Regions from separate parts of the Mus musculus genome. Here region 1 is linked to region 2. The links are chromatin contacts, called in public Hi-C maps. All regions are on one chromosome and are shown on one strand. The core of a region is the stretch at or near the end of the contact, and the rest is flanking DNA. Distances in the headings are between cores, read along the strand shown. Region 1 holds the start of 4930520O04Rik (RIKEN cDNA 4930520O04 gene). Region 2 holds the start of Bcl2a1c (B cell leukemia/lymphoma 2 related protein A1c).

Region 1 (4,550 bases), core at 756-3,255, 38 kb after region 2:
CACACATACACCTGTATCTATATCCTCTATCTATGTCATTCCATATCCTACCAAGTTGACAGTGAACATTCGCCAGCCCTGTGGTAGAAACTTTAAGAAGCAGCTGACAAGGCGGTCAGGTCAGTGGAGGCGCACTCTTGAAGGAGACTCTGGAGCTCTGGTTTCTTTCTCTTTGTTTTCATTTCCTGGCCATGAGGTGAGTGCTTTTGCTCTGCTAGGCACTTCCAAAATAGCCTCCAGCCTTACCATGGGCCCAAAGCAATGGAGAGTCCAGTTATGGGCTAGAACCTTCAAACCATCAACCAAAATTTTTCTCTGACAAAAGTTGATTATCTAAATCAGAGGTTCTCACCCTTCCCCGTTCTGCAGCCTTTTGATACAGTTCCTCAGGTTGTAGGGCTCCTCCAACCATAAAATTATCTTCACTGCTAATTCATAATTTCCTAGTTATACGTCATAATGTAAATATTTTTGTAGCTATAGGTTTGTCAATGGCGTCTCCACTCACAGGTTGAGAACCACTGATCTGAATTCTCTTGTTATTGTGATGAAAGCTAACACGTAAGATCAAAAATACATACTAGAAATCATTTTGAAGAAAGCATTCATCTAATGACCTTAAAAAGCTAATACTGTGGCTATGGAGATGGCTCAACAAAGCGTTGGCTTTGCAAGCCCAGGGACTCCAGATTGATTCCCATAGCCACATAAAGATGATGTTAAATGTGGCTGGCCCATGCTTATAATTTCTGAGCTGGAAGGCAGAAACAGAAAGATCTCCTAGACTTGTGCTCAGCCAGTCTAGCCTGATTCCTGAGCTCCAGATCAGTAAGAGGCCCTATCTCAAAGGGAATAAATGGTGCTCCTGAGGATAACACCTAAGGCCTTCAGCCTCTGCATGCACGTGTGTACCTGAGCACATAGATGTAAAGAGAACCAAATTAAGACCACAGGCTTGAAATGTAGCCCAGAGGCACAGTCCTTAACCAGATTCTGTGACAAGCTTTTACCATATGTCATTCTATTCCCTACCTTCTATCTATGGCAAACCTTATGTGATGTTCTTACCCAAACGGCTTTTATTCACTTACTATCATTACTACTGCATGTGTGCATGATGTGTGTGTTGACCTGCATGCCACGGTGCACATATGGTGATCAGAGGACAGCTCTGTGGAGTGTATTCTCCCTTCCATCTCTACATGCGTTTCAGGGATTGAACTGAGTTCGCCTCATTTTCATGGCAAGCACCCTTATCCAGTGAGTCATCTCACTAGCCCTGTTTGCAGTAATTCTGAAATTCTGTCTGGTCAGAGTTGATGGAAGTTTCTTACTGATTGCTTCGGGAAGGTCAAAGACTTTGGTGTGGGGCTGGTAAGATGGCTCAGCGGGTAAGAGCACTGACTGCTCTCCCAAAGGTCCTGAATTCAAATCCCAGCACAAAATAAATCAATCTTGCCGTAAAATAAATAAAGGCCAATTGGTGGCTTTTGACCTGCTGCCTCCTCTGTGAAGCAGAATGACTTCTGAGGATACTGACAGTATAATTGTCCCCAAAGTCTGGTAGTGGGATGGGTGGGGCTGGGTTGGAGGTTGGACCTGGCTGGGCGCCCAAGCAGGCATTGGATAGGGAGCACCGGACAGCGTGGCTCTCTGCAGACCAGCGGCGTCCCCAGAGTGCACGAAGGATAAACGCGTGGCTTTTCCGTTTCACCGGTGTAGTTCTGTCCTCCAAGGTCCCTTCGGCAGAGCGGCTGCCACCCGGGTTAGACTTGGGGTGAGGTCAAGGCCACTCCAGGCCGCCAACCGTCTCGAAGCAGGTGGTACAACGCCTCCAACTGCGGCAGTTCCTTTGAATTTTGACGCCACTCCCACTCCACGTAGGGCTAAGCTGCCTGCCAGACTCGGAAGAAACCGGTGGCGGCGAGCCAGCGGGAGCGCGCGCAGCAACGGACAGGAACGCGGCAGGCGGGCGGCGCGCACCTCCCCCGGAAAGGCCGGGAAGAAAAGACCCACAGCTTTTCCACGCGGTGCTTCAGGAACGGCCGCGCCCCCACGTGCTCTCGGGTGCAATCCGTAACAGAAGGAAGGAAGGACAGCCTCGCTCTGACTGCACCCTAAACTATAAAGGGACCTGCGCGGAAAGCTGAGGGTTCTCTTTGCGCTGTAGGTTACTCTTTTAGGCGACCTGGTGACCAAGCAAAATGTGGGGTTACAGAGTAAATTTAGATGCTCCGGTTCTGCGGAGCAGCCCTCCGCACTTGAGCTTAGGGTACCGGTGTAAACTACCTGGGAGAAGTGCGCAGCAGCAAAAGAGATTTCAGGATTGGAGCCTAGGCCCTGGGGAGATTGGGACTGGGCAGCTTGGCTGAAGGCTGCGTGCGTTCTGGTTCCTCAGTCCCAGTTTGGGTGGGTTCTTACACAGCGGGGTTTGCAGAAAAATATGCAAGGCCTTTTGTGCTGTTTGGAAGGTACTGGTGACACCTAAGTGACATCGGATTATATGCACATGAACCCTTTCACAGGGACCATGGCGTCATCATTCTTAACATCATCAAAGCAGTTGCAAAAAGATACCAAGGTAAGGGAGATACAGCTTAGTTTCCTAATTGAAGTATTAGAGCAATAGGAAGTGGTGTGTGATGCTTAAAATGTGTTTCTTTTCATTAGATGAAGGGGTGCCCAAAGCATCCGAGAGAACTCGTCACAGAAAATAACTTGATTAAAACCTGACTCTTTTAAAAGGTATGTATGAAATCTAGATTGACATTTTTGCCAGCATACATTTTTACTGTTGTGAGATGAGAATCAGCTTCCCGGAAATGTGTTCTGAAATAGTCCTGGCCAAACACTGCAGCTTCTCCTACTCTGGCCTTTTTAATTTGGAGTAGCTGTAGTGAATGCATGGTGTATAAGTTGATTGTACAAACAGTTGTGAGACATACCGGGTCTGAACAGTGATGAACTATATCCCGAAGATGATGACCTGAAGACAGATACAGCTTCTGAGAGAAGACCATCGTGTTTAAGTGAAGTAGTAGTCTTGTTTGTCATGTTTCCCAAGGGCTTTTGTTTGTTTGGGGGATAATCTCTCCTGCTGCGCAAACTGGCCTCGAACTCATTAGGCAGCTGAGGAAGTCCTTGAACTGCAGACACCCCAGCCTGCCCCTCTCACGTTCCGGGGTTCCACCATGTCTGGCTCTCTCTAGCCTTTCTTTTTAATTCCTCTGGTCTGATCAGCCATAGCCACAAGACACTCCCTCTGTAGGGCACTGAGTGAATAGCTGTTACCAAGCAAATATCTGTTCCAGGCCATCTCTGTACTGACCATATTTGTTCAGAGGTTCATTGAGCCACTGGTTATTTCTGGCATGTCTGCATGTCTTTTTTTTTTTAATGACTATTTTTAAAGGCTGTGTAAGGAGGGCAAAGAGAACCTAGGCATAGGTTTTCCAAAAACGTGACAAGGATGGAGGGTGGTGGCGGCAGGAGAACCCTGGAGCGCTGGGTGCTTCTGGACATCAGCTCCTGACCACCTCTCCAGCAGCACTGCAGAAGTGTACACAAGGTGGCTCCTGAAGCTGAGGGTGGGGTTCTGGGGGGGGGGGAGAGAAGGAGGGTCAGAGATGCCAGCAGCATATCCTCCAGGCTAAGTAAGCCAGGGTGTTAGTTACCTGGTCTTCTGTGCTTCTCTGTGTATGCATGTATATTTGTTCGTGGATGGAGACCTGTGTGCATGGGGACCAGAGGACAAGTTAGGGCGACATTCCTCATGTGCTACCTACCGTTTGAAAAAAAAATTGTGTATGAGTGTCTTAGTTAGGGTTTTACTGCTGTGAACAGACACCGTGACCAAGGCAACTCTTGTAAGAACAACATTTAATTGGGCCTGGCTTACAGGCTCGGAGGTTCAGTCCACTATCACCAAGGTGGGAACATGGTAGCATCCAGGCAGGCATGGTGCAGGAGGAGCCGAGAGTTCTCCATCTTCATCTGAAGGCTGCTAGCAGAAGACTGGCTTCCAGGCAGCTAGAATGAGGACCAGTGTCTCCTACTCTGGATAGTGTCAGTTCAATCATGGTTAATCTCCTGTCCCTCATGACGATGCGACTTCACTTTACGACATACTTAAGAATATAGGATAAGGGCTGGAGAGATGGCTCAGCGGTTAAGAGCACTGACTTCTCTTCCAGAGGTCATGAGTTCAATTCCCAGCAACCACATGGTGGCTCACAACCATCTGTAATAGGATCCAGTGCCCTCTTCTGGTGTGTCTGAAAACAGTGATGGTGTACTCAAATACATAAAATGAATAAATAAATCATAAGATATATTTATAGGATAAGCCAGATATAGTGGTACACACCTTTAATCCCAGCATTGGGGAGGCAGAGACAGGCAGATACATGAATTCGAGGCCAGCCTTCTACAGGGTGAGTTCCAGAAAAGCCAGGGCTACATAGTAAAATCCTGCCTCAAAACACAAAATCAAAATAAAAACCCTCGGGGCCATGAGAGTGAACTTTTATTGTTTAATTAAATTACTCTGG
Region 2 (4,054 bases), core at 1,143-3,642:
CAGACCTTTTGCACTTTATTGATATATAATTTTTAATGGTGGTATGTATATGGTATATTTCTTTTTCTCTTTCATCTATCTTTAAAATATAATTATTCGTAAACTCTCCAAAATAAATGAAGTAAGGCCAAGATTTTTTTTAATTAGAGGTAGCTCCTTTTTGGACAAATATTTCGGAAATATAAAACCAAAATATAGTTGGACCTAGTTTTGACTTTAGTGTATTTCAACTATTCAACAAAGACCAGCTATTTGTTTTCCTGGGTCCAGACTTAAGGCAATAGGTAGAACGAGAAGAAGATATGGAAAAGGTACCCCTGACCACAGAAGACTGTTGAAATTCTTACTCCACATTCTTTGATTATTTTGTCAGTAATTCTGAGCATCACAGGACTGGATGGGGAAAAACCATCGTCCTATCATTGTGGTGGTTCCTAGGATGCTCAAATACCATTAGAGGCCAGAAAGGAGTTCTGGCCTTGTGATCTGTGAGCTAACAGAAATAGTCATAGAGGACTTTTGCACGGTAAGATATTAGAGAACTGCGGTGGCTCTAGAACCATGAGCTGTCTGTTCTGTATGGAAACTCCAAAAAGAAAACTCTGTGTTAAGTAGATATGAGAAGAAGAGCCAAGGGGAGGGCAGGAGGGAGGGAGCCACAAGAAACTGGCAAGCTGCAAGAGAGTAACTCAGGACAGACCCTTGTGAGGAAGAGAAGTGGGGGGAAATGGGGTTGGAAAGCACTCAGAAAGCAGGTTTATATAATCTACATGTTGCAGAAACTTGTATAACTGGTTTCCTTCTGAGGACATTGGCTTGTATGGGAGTGTGGCTTCAGAGTCCTGCCTTGCTATCACTGAATGGAAACAGGCAGTGGGACCTGTGGCCTCTAATGCAGTTGGTGGTAGGTTTAAGACAGGTTGGCTAGCTTTGAATCAATAACTGTTGTGTGTTTCCACATCTCCACATCTACCACAAGTTTCTATTTCATAGCACTCTGAGCAGCCTCTCTCCCTCCCTTCTCAACTTTATAGTAATGGTTCATAAATACAAGTCGTAAATGAATTACTCTTCTGTGTTTGCCATTGCTCATAAGATGCTGATGCAAAGAATCAAAGTCGTTGCATGTATGAAGAAGGAAACGGGAAGAGGAAACAGTTGCTATTTCCAAGGATGTGAATTATTTCCATTTCTCCACCACTGACTCTTCAGGCAAACATAGCTCCTCATCTCCATGCATTCAGCAGCTGCTTTCACTGCTACATACTTAGGTGAGGGGACTTAAGATGCAATTCAAAGTTTCAATGTTGCCTTAACCACTGATTTCATAATCTCCACTAAGCTCTCAGAGTTGCTTATCAAAGCTCAACAAAATGATATATTTTCTCTTAACTTCAAATTGTGGACTCTGGAAGTTCTGTACTCACTGGGTCTGGGGGTAACTGAGAAGCCAAATCCTCATTCCTTCATGGCAGAATGAAGAGGAGCATCATGAAGCACCTATATCTCACAGACACAGTAACAGGAGCAGTATTTAGGTCATCTTTAGTTTCACCCCACGCATCTAAAGTCAGTCTCGTTGGCTTCGTTTTTCAAGTTCAAGCCAAAGCCACAATAAACAGGAAGAAGGATTTGTCTACAACGGAGACAAGGCACTATGACTCTTATGTCAGTACTCCTAGTGTTTCCCATGATTTCTAACCCAGATAATGAATAATGTATGTGATATAAGAAAATGTTTTAAGGACTAGAGAGGTGAGTAACTCAGGAATTAAGAACACTTGCTGCTGTTTCAGGGGATCCCAGGTTTAGTCCCAGCACCTGCACCAGGATGCCTGTTACTCATGTTCTAAGGGATCCGACACCCTCTTCTCAGTTCTGTGGGTATTCATGCACGAGATACATATACATACTCTCAGGCAAATACAAAGAAAAAAATAAATGAATACTTAAAATGAAGTACGTACTGAGTTGGGTTTAAAGCCGGATTGTTTTCTATCAGAAATTATAACTTGATGAAAAGAGCTAACTTTTTCTCTTCTCAACCTGGTCTATCTACTTCTTAAGTGTACTACTGCCAGAGTGACTTTGAAGGGCCTCTAGTTCCCAGCCACTTACAGGGATCTTGTTTCTCCACATCCTCTCATTTTTGACTTTTAAACTGAATGAGAAGAGGAAGAGGAAGTGGTGTGTTGCTCTAAGACATTTTCCTCCTTCATGGACCGAACTTTGGCTTTCACAGACCGCCCACGCACATAAGTGACGAGAAGGAAGGACGCTGTGACATGATGCAAACAGAAATTCCAACAGCCTCCAGATATGATTAGGGTTCCTCCCCTGACAAGACCTGTCTTTGCAGTCTTTGCCTCCGTGGCCTCTAGGTGGACAGCTGCAGTCAGCTCTGCCAGGGAAGATGGCTGAGTACGAGCTCATGCATATCCACTCCCTGGCTGAGCACTACCTTCAGTATGTGCTACAGGTACCCGCCTTTGAGTCGGCTCCAAGCCAAGCATTCAGAGTGCTACAAAGAGTTGCTTTCTCCGTTCAGAAGGAAGTTGGAAAGAACCTAAAGTCATACTTGGATGACTTTCACGTGGAATCCATAGATACCACCAGAATAATATTCAACCAAGTGATGGAAAAAGAGTTTGAAAATGGCATCATTAATTGGGGAAGGATTGTGACTATATTTGCCTTTGGGGGTGTTCTCCTCAAAAAAACTTCCACAAGAGCAGATTGCCCTGGATGTACGTGCTTACAAACAAGTTTCCAGTTTTGGGGCAGAATTCATCATGAATAACACAGGAGAATGGATATGGCAGAATGGAGACTGGGTATGTGTGATGACTATATATATATATATATATATATATATATATATATATTCTACTGAAGAATAAGAATGAAGAGTTTCCTTACTAATTAAAACAAACAAGAAAGTAACAATCAAAGGACTTCACTCTGTTTGTATGCCTTATTTTTAGATACTCTGAGTTAAAATTAAACTAAACAAAAATCCCCTGGGTCATTTCCAATGGCTTCTACTGGAAATGTTTTTTTTTAGGCTTTTTAAATAAGATTATACATTTATTTTATGTATGTGAGTACACTGCCACTGTCTTCAAACACATCTGAAGAGGGTATGAGATCCCATTACAGATGATTGTGAACCAAACATGTGGCTGCTGGGAATTGCACTCAGGACCTCTGAAAGAGCAGTCAGTGCTCTAAACTGCTGAGCCATCTCTCCAGCCCACTACCCCCCCTTCTTTTTATAGCTGGAGAACATTTGTGTTTCCAGCTTTAATTCTAGCTGTGAGGTCTGGGCTTAAGAACAGCACCATATTTTTTAAAACCATATCTTCAATATCAGCAGTGAAGATCCCCAAGCGCCTGCCTTTTGCTAGAGTTTCCCATGACAATTGAGAACTAGTACAGAAAGAGCTGGTATTAAATACTGTCATATGTACTTCATTGTATAGTAATAGTCAACTATGTGTATGCTTTTGTACATTCATTACTTACATACTTTTTTCCATTTTCTTAGCACACTATCATGTGTAGCTAACCAGACTCCCCCACAAAGTCACTAGGGATCAAATCTAGAGCCTAATGTGGTCTGAGTATATGTTTTCTCAGTGTACTGTATCCTTAGCTTCATGGTTAGTCTTTCTGGGAAATATTTTACAAATTGGTATCTGGGCTATACATGGAAGTGCCCATTCTGGAACCATGGAAAGAAAGATAATAGGACCAAAACTTTAAGGTCAACTGCAACTACATAGTAAATCAGTAGAAGGCCACCTCTGGTCACATGAAGGACTCCTTCATCTCCTCATCCAAATAGTACATAGATTTATTCTGTAACTTCTTTCGTCAACCCAGTACACTTAAAATAACATTGTAAAGAATATTTTATGGTCTGAGGAAGTACATCAATCGTGGAGTCCCTGTATTGTGTGAACAAGATCTCTAATCCCACACCTAGAACCATAAATAAAAATTAAGAGTTCTTCGTATGTTTTGCTGTGTGTACATGTTGTTGAAGAGCTGG

What was found. Hi-C and Micro-C count contacts between places; a contact is called where the count stands out from the background.
Region 1: a contact with region 2 is called in a Hi-C map of LSK cells, with 2.8 times the contacts expected there. The contact joins the promoter of 4930520O04Rik here to the promoter of Bcl2a1c in region 2. A contact is called at or near these places in 1 of 39 promoter capture datasets (embryonic stem cells), 1 of 15 datasets of contacts at CTCF or cohesin (CD8 T cells), 18 of 484 Hi-C or Micro-C datasets (the Ba/F3 cell line, the HL-1 cell line, LSK cells and 13 more), 2 of 115 datasets of contacts at active chromatin or transcription factors (both in embryonic stem cells) and 2 of 9 other capture datasets (adipose tissue and liver).

The regions. Positions count from the first base shown.
Region 1 is chr9:114,366,319-114,370,868 of GRCm38.p6, forward strand. 4930520O04Rik (RIKEN cDNA 4930520O04 gene) reads left to right here and starts at 2,006. Exons shown (of 3, transcript NR_040383.1): 1 at 2,006-2,166; 2 at 2,671-2,745.
Region 2 is chr9:114,327,743-114,331,796 of GRCm38.p6, forward strand. It overlaps Bcl2a1c (B cell leukemia/lymphoma 2 related protein A1c), which reads left to right and starts at 2,393. Exons shown (of 1, transcript NM_007535.2): 1 at 2,393-2,836. The coding sequence starts at 2,414. The coding sequence ends at 2,800.